Linked DNA regions of Mus musculus: all the other regions are linked to region 3. A link is a contact called in public Hi-C and promoter capture Hi-C data. All regions are on one chromosome and are shown on one strand. The core of a region is the stretch at or near the end of the contact, and the rest is flanking DNA. Distances in the headings are between cores, read along the strand shown. Region 1 holds the start of Ell (elongation factor RNA polymerase II). Region 2 holds the start of 1700020G03Rik (a long non-coding RNA gene). Region 3 holds the start of Pgls (6-phosphogluconolactonase).

What was found. Promoter capture Hi-C pulls out the DNA fragments that hold promoters and counts their contacts. A called contact is a pair of places that touch in the nucleus more often than the background predicts.
Region 1: a contact with region 3 is called in a Hi-C map of B cells, with 8 read pairs. The contact joins the promoter of Ell here to the promoter of Pgls in region 3. A contact is called at or near these places in 1 of 484 Hi-C or Micro-C datasets (B cells), 1 of 115 datasets of contacts at active chromatin or transcription factors (embryonic stem cells) and 2 of 9 other capture datasets (liver and pancreatic islet).
Region 2: a contact with region 3 is called in a promoter capture Hi-C map of embryonic stem cells, with 2.8 times the contacts expected there. The contact joins the promoter of 1700020G03Rik here to the promoter of Pgls in region 3.

Annotation. Positions count from the first base shown.
Region 1 is chr8:70,537,696-70,541,831 of GRCm38.p6, forward strand. It overlaps Ell (elongation factor RNA polymerase II), which reads left to right and starts at 1,980. Exons shown (of 12, transcript NM_007924.2): 1 at 1,980-2,146. The coding sequence starts at 2,012. Gm51534 (a long non-coding RNA gene) reads right to left here and starts at 1,834. Exons shown (of 2, transcript XR_003947400.1): 1 at 1,773-1,834.
Region 2 is chr8:70,485,416-70,489,645 of GRCm38.p6, forward strand. 1700020G03Rik (a long non-coding RNA gene) reads left to right here and starts at 2,392. Exons shown (of 2, transcript XR_870493.2): 1 at 2,392-3,439; 2 at 3,523-4,230. It overlaps Tmem59l (transmembrane protein 59-like), which reads right to left and starts at 1,933. Exons shown (of 8, transcript NM_182991.3): 1 at 1,753-1,933; 2 at 813-957; 3 at 622-719; 4 at 260-412. The coding sequence starts at 1,902.
Region 3 is chr8:71,590,722-71,594,743 of GRCm38.p6, forward strand. It overlaps Pgls (6-phosphogluconolactonase), which reads left to right and starts at 1,463. Exons shown (of 5, transcript NM_025396.3): 1 at 1,463-1,783; 2 at 3,363-3,470; 3 at 3,948-4,022. The coding sequence starts at 1,496.

The sequences.
Region 1 (4,136 bases), core at 730-3,229, 1.1 Mb before region 3:
CAGACATCAGATAAATATATCTTAAAACAAAAACAAAAGTGTCCACAGGTAAGCAGTGAGCAGCAGTAATTGATGCTGATCATCACATGAGTAAGAGAAGCTGTTAATTACACACACCAAAATATTACATAGTCATCAAAAAGGAACGAAGCTCTGATTCATCACCAATTGATGATCCTTGACAACAATCACACCTCAAAGGCCTCAGGTTGTAGGACCGCACTATGAAATACCCACAAAGACAAGCAGATCAGAGTTGCCAGGTGACAGAGAGGGAACAGGAAAAACTGCAAATGAGGACCAGGCTTTCCTTTGATAGAAATATTCTGGAACAGTCAGTGGTGTCGGTTGTGCAACATTGAGTACGTGTTGGATGTTGCGTTAAGAGTTGTTTATTGGAAAACCAGCGCGTGACGTGTGGGATATTCATCCAGTTGTTGAACTTTTAGCATCAGACATAATCAGCACTTCATCCTGTTTCCACAGTTCTTGCCCTGGTTCTGGGGATCCCCCCTATTAGCTGGACCGGGCAAGCCCACGCCCACTTGGTTTATGTAACCACGCCCACCACAAGCCTCAACAGACGCCCACTCCGTCCTGGTGCGAGCAGGCCTGGCACTTGACCCTCTGGAGAGCTGTGCCTAGACTCCACCCAAGGAACGCGGAAAAAAAGCATAAATATCAAGCTGAAAGGCCCAAGTTCAAGTGTTAAGGGTTCATGAGTAACACATGTAGCGGCGAGGTTAGGAGCTTGGAAAGATGGAACCGTCAGCTCTTATACTTATGAGCGGGTGGGGAATAGGCCACGTCGGTCAAGCGGTCAGGGATCTTAAGTCAGTTGGGTGGGAAACCCTTGAAAATTGGTTTTTGAAACGCGGCAGCGGCAACTCCTGAATAACTCAGCTTGCCCAGCGGCTGAGGCTTCTGGGGAGGGCCTCGGGAGCTTGGGGTCTGACTATGTAGCCCAGTGCATGAACTGAAGTAGGGCAGACCCTGCGACTGCGGGGGGCGTATCAGTTGGGCGTTTGGCGGGCAAGCGGTGGTCTGGGAAAATCAGCAAGCACGGGGTGGGGGAGTGGCCACGCCTGCTTCATGAATAATACAGCAAGTCGGTAGGCGGGCTTTACGGGAGTTTGGGGGCGTGGCCAAACGCGGAGCGCTTGGGGAGCAGTTCCTCGGTGACGCAGGGTTCCATGGGCGTTTGGGGGCGTGGCATAGGGCTGGTAGAGGAGGCGGGCTTCAACGCGTGTAGGCGTGGCTAAATATGTTTCTTTAAGGTGATTTTTTTTTCACTGGGGGCGGGGTGGGCTCGCTGCATATGAGTGACCATCTAGATCTGGCTGGCAACTGCGAACAAACGTGTTCGTCGTCGCGGCCTGGCAGTCTACCAACACGTCGGAGATCACGGCCAGTTTCTCATAAATAACACACTCACGCGACAGGTCGCGAGGCTGAGAGGGCTTTGCTGGGTTTGGGATGAGGATGGGTTTCCTGCAGTCTTGGGGTCGAGGCTGCCTTCGTCTCATGAATAATGCAGGAGGAGTCGTCAGGTAGGAGGAGCCTGTCTGTGAACTGGCGCACGCGCATGGGAGTTGTTTGCAAGGGAGGGAAGTTTCTTAGAGAGCTCTGAAGAGCTGTTTTAAGGCTATGACTGGCCTCGCGAGACCCTTAGGGAGTGGCCAGTTGCGCTGTGGTTAGTTTTTGAAGGCGGGTTTGGAGCGCGCGGGAAGGCGTGGCTAACCTCTCTTCTTGAATAATACAGCAAGACTCACAGTCTCCGGTCCCGAGAGCGGGCCTGTAAGTGCTTGGGGGCGTGGCCATCTGTGCGGGCCCGAGGCAAAATGTTCCTCAGCTCTGTCAAAGAAGGCACGCGCGCCCGGAGTGGGGCGTGGCTATGCTGGCCTCATGAATAATGCAGCACGTCGGCGGGCGGCGCGGCGGGGCGGGGCGGGTCAGGCCGGCGTGCGGGCGCAGTCGCTGAGGAGGGGGGCGGGGGAGTGATGGTTGCAAGATGGCGGCGCTGAAGGAGGCTAGGAGTTACGGGTTGTCGTGTGGGCGCGTGAGCGACGGCAGCAGGGTGTCGGTGTTCCACGTGAAGCTCACCGACAGTGCTTTGAAGGCTTTTGAAAGCTACCGGGCCCACCAGGTGAGCTTTGCGGCGTCCTGGCGGGTAGGCTGCGCCGTGGGGAGACACTTGCGGGGACCTGTGGGGGACAAGGCCGCGCGTCCACACCTGGCGATACCTTGACCAGCCCCAGTGACATCCTTCAGGTTGGCTCTACTCTTGTCTCTTTTTTTAAAAATAGGTCCTTTCTATGTAGCTCAGGTTGTCCCTGAACTGACGGCCATCCTCCTGCCTTAGGTTCTTAAGTGCTGGGATGACAGGTGTGTTTGGATCCACTCATAGAAGGGGTAGTTTGACAGAAACTTACTGCCTGGCCCCAGATCCTGCCACTCTTGTAACCCTGTTTCCCTGGATATTTTGGACAAGGCTGTTGTGTTTTTCTCACCGACGGAGGTGGTTGTGTTAGCCATGGGGGCTTCCTCCCCTGGGCACTCAGCAGGAGGCAACTGTAGCCACCACACTTGGTCTCTCCATTTTCCACTCTTCATCTGGGAGAAATTCCAGGCTTTTTGGTACTGCCTCCTGGCTTGGGAGTGGGGTTAGGGATCCTGGCTGTGTCCCTCTTTCCTGTGCCTCACTCTGGGTCACACCTTGATGCCCCACCCAAGCCACGGTATCACCCTGCATCCATCCACTGAGACAGAAGTTGCAGGACCCCAGGGGAAGTGGCTTGAGGGTTCATCTTACTAAAGTGACTGGGGTGTTGAGTCTGTGTCTGGGATGTGTGTTTGCCTGTGCTGGCTCGGGGGGTGTTGACGCGGTCGAGTGAACAGAGAGTAACTAGGAAAGAATGTGGTTTTCTTCCTGCCCAGGACATGTGCTGCACCATTGGCCAAGCCAGGAATTTATTCCCCATTCAGTGATCTGGGGAGCCTACCTCTTCCTGCATGTCTTCCCTTCACTTCTTTGAGCCACTTCCTGCCCGTGCCCGGGTTTTAGTTTTTTCCTTCCTAGAACAGGTTGAATCTCTTTGGAAAAAGTCCTTCTTCCCTTGTCAAAAGGGGCAGAAAGTGCCCCTGCAGGTGAGAAGGAAGAGGTGGTGAGGATTTGGGTGGCAGCCACTGAGTGACCAGCCCAGCCACTCTTCCTGGTTAGAATTCCAACCTGTAGTCTTTCCCCTTGGGCCATTCTGACTAGTCCTGGAGAACCAGGGCTTTTCTCAGAAACAGCTGGGCCAGAGCATGAGTCACTGCTGTCAGGTGAACTTGGTACCTGGTGGCAGTCGCTGGCCCTTGCTCTGCCACCCCTACAGCCTTCTCCAGCACCGCTGTCATACTGTTATTTTTAATTTTGCTGTGCATTACATCCCCTATCGAAGCCTGGTCTTCCTCTTGTGAGGGCACTTGTGGAATTGCAGGCCACTGTGCTCGGGCCCTGAGGAAGCCAGTTGTGTCTAGCTGTTTGACTACCAACCATAAGGGACTCTGTGTCTTGTGGCTGACAGCATTCAGTTTTGGGACAGTCCAAACCTGTGTTTATCTGGAAAGCTGACAGGGCACTTACTGGCAAGGCGACTTTGGAGTGTAATCTGTGGTCAGCATCAGAGCTTCACTCTATCCTAGGCTGCTGTCAAACCCATGACTCTTGACTCTAGGTGCCAAGGTGGCAGGCAGGAACCACCACCAGCCCAGCTTCAGAGACGCATATAGTTTGTTTCTTGGGGTTGTTTTGTTTTGTTTTGTTTTTGTTTTTTTGAGACAGGGTTTCTCTGTACCACCACGGCCCGGCTCTGTTTCTTGTTTTTTAAGTAATCCTGGTTGTCCTGGATCTTGCCAGGTAGAACATACTGGTCTCTAGCTCTCGGAGATCTACCTGCCACCTTTATTAGGTTAAAGGTGTGTGCCACAGCACCTAACTTGGATTTACTCTTACTCTCTGAGTGTGGAGGGGTCTGAGCTGAGACAGTGTTAGCTCTGGTGGCAGGAGAGGACAGGTTTGGAATGGTGAACCAGGGGAAGGGACTTGGAGAAACTTGAGTAACTAGAAAGGCACTGGATATCAGCTGATGCTC
Region 2 (4,230 bases), core at 1,142-3,641, 1.1 Mb before region 3:
TGTGACCCAACCAGCCAGTGCCAATCAGAGTAAACCCTTTTCAGGTAAAGCCCCAAACAGAGGGCAGGTAATATGGCTCAGTGAACTAAGGTAATGGCTGCCAGGCCGCATGAACTGAGTTCAGTCACCGGGACCTACATGGATAGCAAGAACAGTGTTCCTGGATGTAATGTTGCCTGAAGTTCTCTCATGAGGACTTCATATACCATGAGGCAACCACGGGATGCCACTCCGGTTCACTGTGCCATTGTTCTCTCACCTGGAACACCACCACTTTCCGGTTGTCTGTCTGAAGGGAATATGTCCAGGAGGAGGATAGAAAGCCCTGGGCAGAACTCATCAGGTCGCTACAGAGCATGGAAAACAGGTACCGAAGGGAGAGGCGCCCCCTGGGCGGGTCCAAAGCCAAGTCCTAGGAAGAGGAAGCCCAAGACAAACTGGTGCTGGAAAACTGGGCTGTGCTGATTTAGACAACTAGTGTAAGAAAACCTGAGTTTCAGTATCCAACAGGGACCCCTGCCCTGCCATATGTCAGCTGTGTTCACTTAAGGGGAAGAAGCCACACAGTCTTTCTTTGAGTGCTTGGTTTTGAGATGGGGATTTATAGGTTAGGGGGTTCACCTTCTGCTCCAGCTGGGTCTCAGGTTCAGGGATCTGGCCCCAGCACCCCTCACTGCAGGCCCGTTGCTCCGCTGCCTTCACGTAAGCTTCTGTGCAGGCTGTGGGCCACAGGATGGAGTCACTGGGAGCTGCTTCCCAGGATACCTCTGCTGCAGGCACCCCCAAAGTGCACCCAGCCCTGGAGGACTCACCTGCTTCACATTCTGTCTCTGTGGCATTGGGCCTAGAGCTCTTGGCCACAAAGCGGCAGATGGAGAAAAGCCGACAGCCACGCTCACAAGCACTGATCAGGATAGCCTTGTTATTCGGGGACTCTGAGGGACCCTCTGGCTCAGGCTGGGAAGGGAGATAAGAGACTCAGGCAAAGGTACTCGGGGAAGAAGGCTGGGGTCCCCCTAAGAATCCACGAGACTGAAGTCAGGTTTCAGAAAGCCAGGATCATCATGGGGGGAGGGGTGCCTTCTGAGAAACAGCAAGCAGCTTTCTAAGCAGGCTGGATAGTGGCCTGCACAGTGGCCTCTCCAGGATGGAGGCTGGCAGAGGGCTTCTCAGAGAGAGGCAGAGCTTGCACTTGGGAACAGCCTGGAGCAGAACTGTCTCCAAGAAGGCAGTGAGGAACGTGGGAAGAGAAGAGAGCCCATGGGGGAAGGAGGGACAGCACCAAGTAGCCTTGGACTGTGGGTGGGGTGTGCTCCAGGACCTCTCAGGTGCAGGTCTCAGCCTCCCTTTGGCATGTCCCCACTTACAGTGTTCACCCCAGGTGCCAATTGATCCCTTCCTAGAAGGAAGGGCAGTTCTGAGAGACCCCTCCCCCTTCAAGACACCCTCATTGCAGGCACCTCAGTTCCTCCCACTCCTGAAGATCCTCCATCCTGTCGCCCCACTATTTCTAGAGGACTCTCTGGCTCCCACATCTCTTTAGGGACTCTCAGAATCCCGCATCCCTCTGCCAACCTGAGGAACCCCACGTCAGCTCTTTTCTCATCCGAGGTTCCCCCATCCAGGCCCCTTCCCAGGACCCCAATCTGCACTAGCATACCAGGTACTCGCATCCCCTCTTCCATCTGAGGGTCCTACACTCAGGTCCCTCTCCTTTTCCAGTCACTGGGTTCCTGAGAGTCCATCTGTTACCTGCGCAGGAGGCGAGCCAGGGTGGTGCTGGCGACACCGCTGCTGGCACCTCTGAGTGTCCCCGAGCTGCGGAGCGAAGGGGTCACGCGCTGGGGTTGGGGTGACCAGTGACGCCAACAACAGCAGCAGCGGCAATGCTACCGCAGCCATGGCTGAAGATGCGCAGCGCGGGCCCTGGGATGCGGGACCGGGTGTTGACGTCACTGAGCGAGGCAGCCTGGGAAGGGGGGGGGGGTGTGCTGCGGCGAGCGGGGCGGGCAGGTGAATCTCTACTCCGGTCGGGGACATATTCTTGATACTCATGGTCCGGCTCTTTGACCGGACTTGGATCTGCGTGCCGGGAATGACAAAGAGGACCTGGCTAGATACGGTGACAGGCCTATCTCAGGCCACTCAGGGATGAAGGCCAAGAGCAACGGGGCAGGGAGCATCTAAGATCCTTAGTCAAGGAATTTTTTAAAAAGGGAAGAGGAGTATGGACAGGGCAATGAAAGAAGAGAGAGAGAGAGAGAGAGAGAGAGAGAGAGAGAGAGAGAGAGAGAGAGAGAGAGAGAGAGAGAGAGAGAAAGAGAGAGAGAGAGAGAGAGAGAGAGAGAGAGAGAGAGAGAGAGAGAGAGAGAGAGAGAGAGACCAAGAGGATGAGGAGGTTGAAGGCCTGGGAGGATGGAGGGGGAGGTAGAATGAGAAGAGGAAGAAAACGGAAAGTGGGGGAGGGGAGGGGTAAAAAATGGTAAGAAGGAAGGAAGACAGTTAGGGAGGAGGGGAAACAAGAGGTGTTTGAGGACCAGGAGGAGGCGGACAAAGACTTGGGAGTGGAGAGAGAGGGAGTGGAGGAGAAGGGAGGCCAGAAGGAGCGAGCAGGACCATAGAGCTGGAGCCGGGGTGGATTTGAAGCATCTGAGGGCGCGGAAACTAGCCGACCACCAGCCACAGTTGGCCTGCTTCCGGGACACTAAGACTCTAGGGGGAGGTACTCTAGGGGCAGCTGCCTCCTCCAGGAAGTCCTCGAGGAACTTCAGGGAGCAAAACTTAAGGTGGTCTCCCTCCATTTCAGTGCGGAAAAACAGACCTGAGGGAACCCATTGTCTCCCTGGGACTCGGAGGCCCCCAGCACTCTAACAAGGCCTCTGAGCCGCTCACTTTTCCCATCTGGTGGGAAAACTTGAAGCAAATAGGGACACAGTGGCTTCCGTCCTGGATTCGGAGGTCTCCACGGTTTCCTCCGTCCGGGCGCCAGGGCGCGGGCTCTGAGCCCCAGTGGCCTGCTTGGCACAGGTGCCTTGCGGCCTGCGCGTCCAGTCGCTCCGCCCCAGTAGACGAGGAGGCCGCTCGCAGGGTCGTCGGGTCACAGGGAGCCGCAGGTTCCGGTCGGGAGGAGGGGCTGGCGCGCCCGGGTCCCCGCCGGCCGTTTGCTTTCATCTCAGCGGCCGGGGCCGGCCCCCACGTGGCTTAATCAGGCGCGGCTGTGCCTGGCGGACCTGAACATCTGGATCCCGGCGCGGCCCCTCCCCCGCCCCTCCCGGGCTGGGCCTCTCTTCCACCAGCGCACCCTGGGCACGGTCCCTGTGCGCTGGGACCCCAACCGTTTCCTCAAGTCGGACGCCTTGGCATATGCCCATCATCCCAACACGCGGAAAGGCTGAGGCAGAAGAATCGGTGCGAGGTCCAGGTCAATCTGGGTTAGGACGTGAGTTCTAAGTCTGGCCCTCTATAGTGAGCGAGACCCTGTCTCAAGAAACCAAACGCAAAGCCTGTTTCCCCAATTTACAGGTGGGAAACCTGGCACCCGGACGCCTGGGCAGAGCCGGAATTCAAGTTCACACTTGTCATTTGCAGAGTCCCGGGCACTTAACCCTTCTGCAATTACGGTCCTTCATTCAATTTCAAACAAACACTCCTTTCAACAAAGATTTTCTTGCCATGACTTTTTTCTCTGACAAAAACCCTATAGGGTAGGGCTGTCCCCCTTCCAAATTAGGTCATTGGAACCCGGAATGGCACAGGGGATGGGCTTAGGTGACATGATACAGAAGAGGGCTAACAGAGGCTGCCAAGCTAGGGAGGATGGGGGCTGATGACAAGGCGGGCCTGACAGTCTCAACAAGAAAGACCGAGACAGGAGGATGGCCGAAAAATCGAGGCTAGCTTGGGCCACGTGACACCGTGTGTGTGTGTGTGTGGGGGGTCATCGTCCAGTGTAAAAAAGAACTTCCCATGACTCTTTGCAGAGAGAGAAACTGAGGCATGAGGGTTTGAGTCAGAGCGACCCAGGGCTGAAAGTAAGTTTGTTGGCTTCCAGCACCCCCTCCTTTTCCGCTCCCCGAGGCCGCTGGGGGTAAGCGGAAGAGGACTTGACCCCGGCCCCCCAGGTGAGCCCCGACGCCCCTCCTGGCGTTCCCGGGGGAGCTGGCCCAGGTGAGGGGCGGGCGGCCGGCGGGCGGCCGGGGTCGGATTTCAGGAAATCCGCCGACATTCCTT
Region 3 (4,022 bases), core at 213-2,712:
AAGCAAAGAAGTGTGAACATCAGGTTATACTGTGGGACACACTGACACACTACAGCTTCCATGAGCATTTTCTCTACTGGGAGGGTGACAAGGGTGTGGGAAGTTATGAGCTGAAGGGGGGCGGTGAGAGAGGTTAGGGGGCATGATGTTAAATTCACAAACGATAAAAGGTTTTAAAATGTGTTCAAAGGCACATGCCTTTAATCCCAGCACTTGGGAAGGAGAGGCAGGCAGGTCTCTGTGAGTTGGAGGACAGCCTGGTCCACAGAGTTCCAGGACAGTCAGGGCAGCAGCAGCAGCAGCAGCATGTCTTGAATAACAACAAAGTTCTTGCAGTGTTTCACACTGTATAACTTGCCACTTGCAGCCTCACATGGGCACTCAGAAAGGCTGTAGGTTTAGGATTGGGGTCCAGCCAATGGTCTAGCCTGGGCTTAGCATGCAGAAGGCCCTGGGTTCAGTACCGACACAGTGACTGACTGCTTGGATTTTGGAGCTCTCTCGAGTTCAGGAGGGTGCAGTGGCTCAGGGGTTAAGATCACCGGTTCGGCTTTTTACCCTCCTTCCACACAGAGGACCACAACCATCTAACAGTTCCAGGGCATCCCATGCCCTCTCCTGGCCTCTGCATGCACTTGGTTCAAAGATATACATGCGGGAGAAAATTAAGAGAGAGGAACCAGAGGGGGTTTAATTGGGTCTTTGTGGTGGAAACAGCTGTCACCTTCTGACTGATCTACTTGGGTCAAGGCTCTTAACAGTCCTAAAGGTTCTGTATTTTCCTAAAATAGCACGGGCGACTGGGAGCCACCGGCTCAAGCACAAGAACCGGGGCAGTTTCACATTCAAATGCAGATGTTCAACTGTCGTGTGGCGGTTGTCTTGAGGAATCCTCTTTCTGCCGCAGACAGCTGTGAGCAGAAGACCTTACAAACTGCCGCATCCGCTGGAGTAACAGAGAAGGGGCGACTGGCCGAGATAGGCGAATGTGGGGAGAGCCGTGCAGGCATGGGGACGTCACAGCCTCTAACTCCCGGCTAGCCTCCTGTCCTTGCCACCTGAGAGCTTACTGACCTTATCACGCTGCAGCTGGCGCACTCTGTGCTTCCGACCGCACCCTGAAAAACGCTCAAGAGTGCTGTGGCACTCCGGTCACCCCAGCACTCCAATCAAGAACGATCAGGAGCGTGAGGCCAGTCGGAGCTACTAGACTCCAGCTTAAAAACTAAATAAAATGCGAGAAACCGGGCCAGCAAGGCGTGTCTCGCCCAGGGAAGCGCCGGGGACTGCCCGCCCACTACCCACCTCAAAGCCCTGCGGAGCACTGCGGTTTCGGGAACCACCCGCTAGCCCGGCCCCGGCGACGCTTCTTTTGTGCAACTGCACATGCGCCACGACCTTGGCTCAAAGTGCTCGGACCCATGGCAGCGCGGCCGTCGCGCAGGCGCACTGGCGTACTGGCCTCTGCCGGGAGCGCCGCCGCCTCCCCACCGCCATGGCAGCACCCGCGCCCAGTCTCATCTCGGTCTTCTCCAGCCCGCAAGAGCTGGGCGCGTCGCTGGCGCAGCTGGTGGCGCAGCGGGCCGCGAGCTGCCTGGAAGGGGACCGTGGCCGCTTCGCGCTTGGTCTGTCAGGCGGCAGCCTGGTCTCCATGCTAGCCCGAGACCTGCCCGCCGCCGCCGCTCCCGCTGGACCAGCCAGCTTTGCGCGCTGGACGCTCGGCTTCTGCGACGAGCGCCTCGTGCCCTTCGACCACGCCGAGAGCACGTACGGCCTCTACCGGGTGAGCGCTGCGGGGGCGCGCACCGTACGGGCTACGGGGGCCGCCGTGGGCCACGCCGAGCTGGCTCAGCCTACCGTGGAAACTCAAGATACAAGGGCCGCCGTGGGCCACGCGGAGTCGGCTCAGTCCGCCGAGGAAGCGCGGGCCACGCCGAACTGGCTCAGCCTGCCTAGGAAACGCAAGGATCTGCTTCAACGCCTACCCGCGGGCTCCGGGCCCCACGGGGTCTTGCTGGATGCGCAGTGATGTCCATCCAAGTGCAGCCTGACGGGCCTCCGTCCCCCGTATCTTCCTAAGGGCCGTACCTTGGCTGTGGGGCCTCGTGGGTCATGGCTGTTTGTGCACTCAGCCTGCCTCTAGTGTCCAGGGTGTGTTGGGTCTCAGTTTTCTTTAACAAGAGCCGTTGGCCATCGCCTCCCAGCAGCCTGGGGTATGATGGCCACAAGGCGCCCTATAGGTTACAGAGGTCCCTGCGTCACACACAGGGAAACTGAGGCATGGAGGATTGAGCTCTGAGCACACTTGGATGACTGCCACCACCTCCTAGGGGAAGCTGGTCCAGTGTCATGGGTCTGAAGCAGGGGAGGAAGGGCCATTACACTTACTTACAGGTGGGGAAACAGAAGATTCATGTCGCCTTGACCCTCATCTAGGGACCTGAAACTGCACCACTTTGAACACGATGCCTGCCCAAGAACTTCACTGAACTGGCTGTGTGTACTAGCACAAGGCTCAGTTGGTAGGGTACTTGTAGCTCAGTTGATATTGTGCTTGCCTAGAATGCTTAAGGTCCAGGCTTCATTTCCAGTGTCATATAAACCAGGAATGATGGTGCACCCCTGTCTTCCCAGCAATGAGGAAGTAGAGGCTGGAGGATCGGGAGTTCAAGGTCATTCCCAGCTACCCAGTTCGAGGCTAGCCTGTGCAACGTGAGACTTATTTTGATGCAGCCCACTCAAGAAAAATAAAGCTAAGACCCCTAAGTAGGCCCCTCTGAGGTGACCTGGTTAACAGCTGGGTCTTTGAAGGAAGCAGGATTTCATCACCAGGAATCTGTTGACACTTTGAGCAGTAGGTGTCTTGCCCAATGGGCTGAGACAGGAGCCATGTAGAGTGGACTCAGCGGCCAGTTCTCCTTTGCCTTCCTGGCTCACCTTCCTATGGCCTTCAGTCTGGAGCCCTGTGCTCCTCTGTTCTCCAGGGTCCCCAGCGCCCTGAGCATTGTTGGTTAACAGAGTCCCCAGCACCCCCATCTCTAGGGCACAGCATCCTGGCATTCTGACATTTGCCCCCAGCCTCTCCCTGGCATTGCTCCACTGAGCTGGACTTACTCCAAGAGCCAGACATGGAGACACAGGCAGGGTGTCTAAGAGTAGATCACAGTCTTCTTCCTGGAGTTCACCTCTGTATAGTCAGGTGCCAGCTGTGTACTGGATGCAGCCAGGCTGAGTCCCTGATTGAGGGAGCCCGAGCCACTCCGAAGAGTCAGCCAGGCTGTGGAGAAGAACGCCGTGTGACTCAGGGTTCCTGGCTTTAGGCAAGTCATGTTACTCCTTGACTATCCCTTCCCCTTCTACAGACACACCTGCTCTCAAAGCTGCCCATCCCAGACAGCCAGGTCCTTACCATCAATCCTGCCCTACCTGTGGAGGATGCTGCAGAGGACTATGCCAGGAAACTGAGACAGGTGGGTCCCGGGACAGGTAGGAAAGCTGTAAAAGACTGCGGCAGAGATGACTGCTTAGGGACACAGACTGTCACCATGGTGGGGAGACTTGGGCTGGAGCCTTACATCTCAGGGACACTCATCTGCAGACCTGAGGTTCTTGTCCACTAAAATGGGAAACAAGCCCCCGGACTGGATCAGTCAGGTGTGGTAGTGCATCTGTGACCCCTAGCACTTAGGAGACTAAGGCAGGAGGCTTTTTGAGGCCTGCTTGGGCTGGAGGGTAATGCTTACCCTCAAAAAAAAAAAAAAAAAAATCCTACAGACCTCATACCATGTTGAAGCTGCCCTGTGCAGGAGTGGCCACTGTTGTGTAGGGAATGTGCTGAGCGGGCACATTCAGCAGAAGGTGGTCTAAGCTGAGATAGAACCAGATTTCAGCTTTTTTGTGTGTTACCTCTGAGCTCGCACACACTTGACCCACCATCCTTCTGTCAGGCCTTGCAAGGAGACGCTGTCCCTGTGTTTGACCTGCTGATCCTGGGAGTGGGCCCTGACGGCCATACCTGTTCG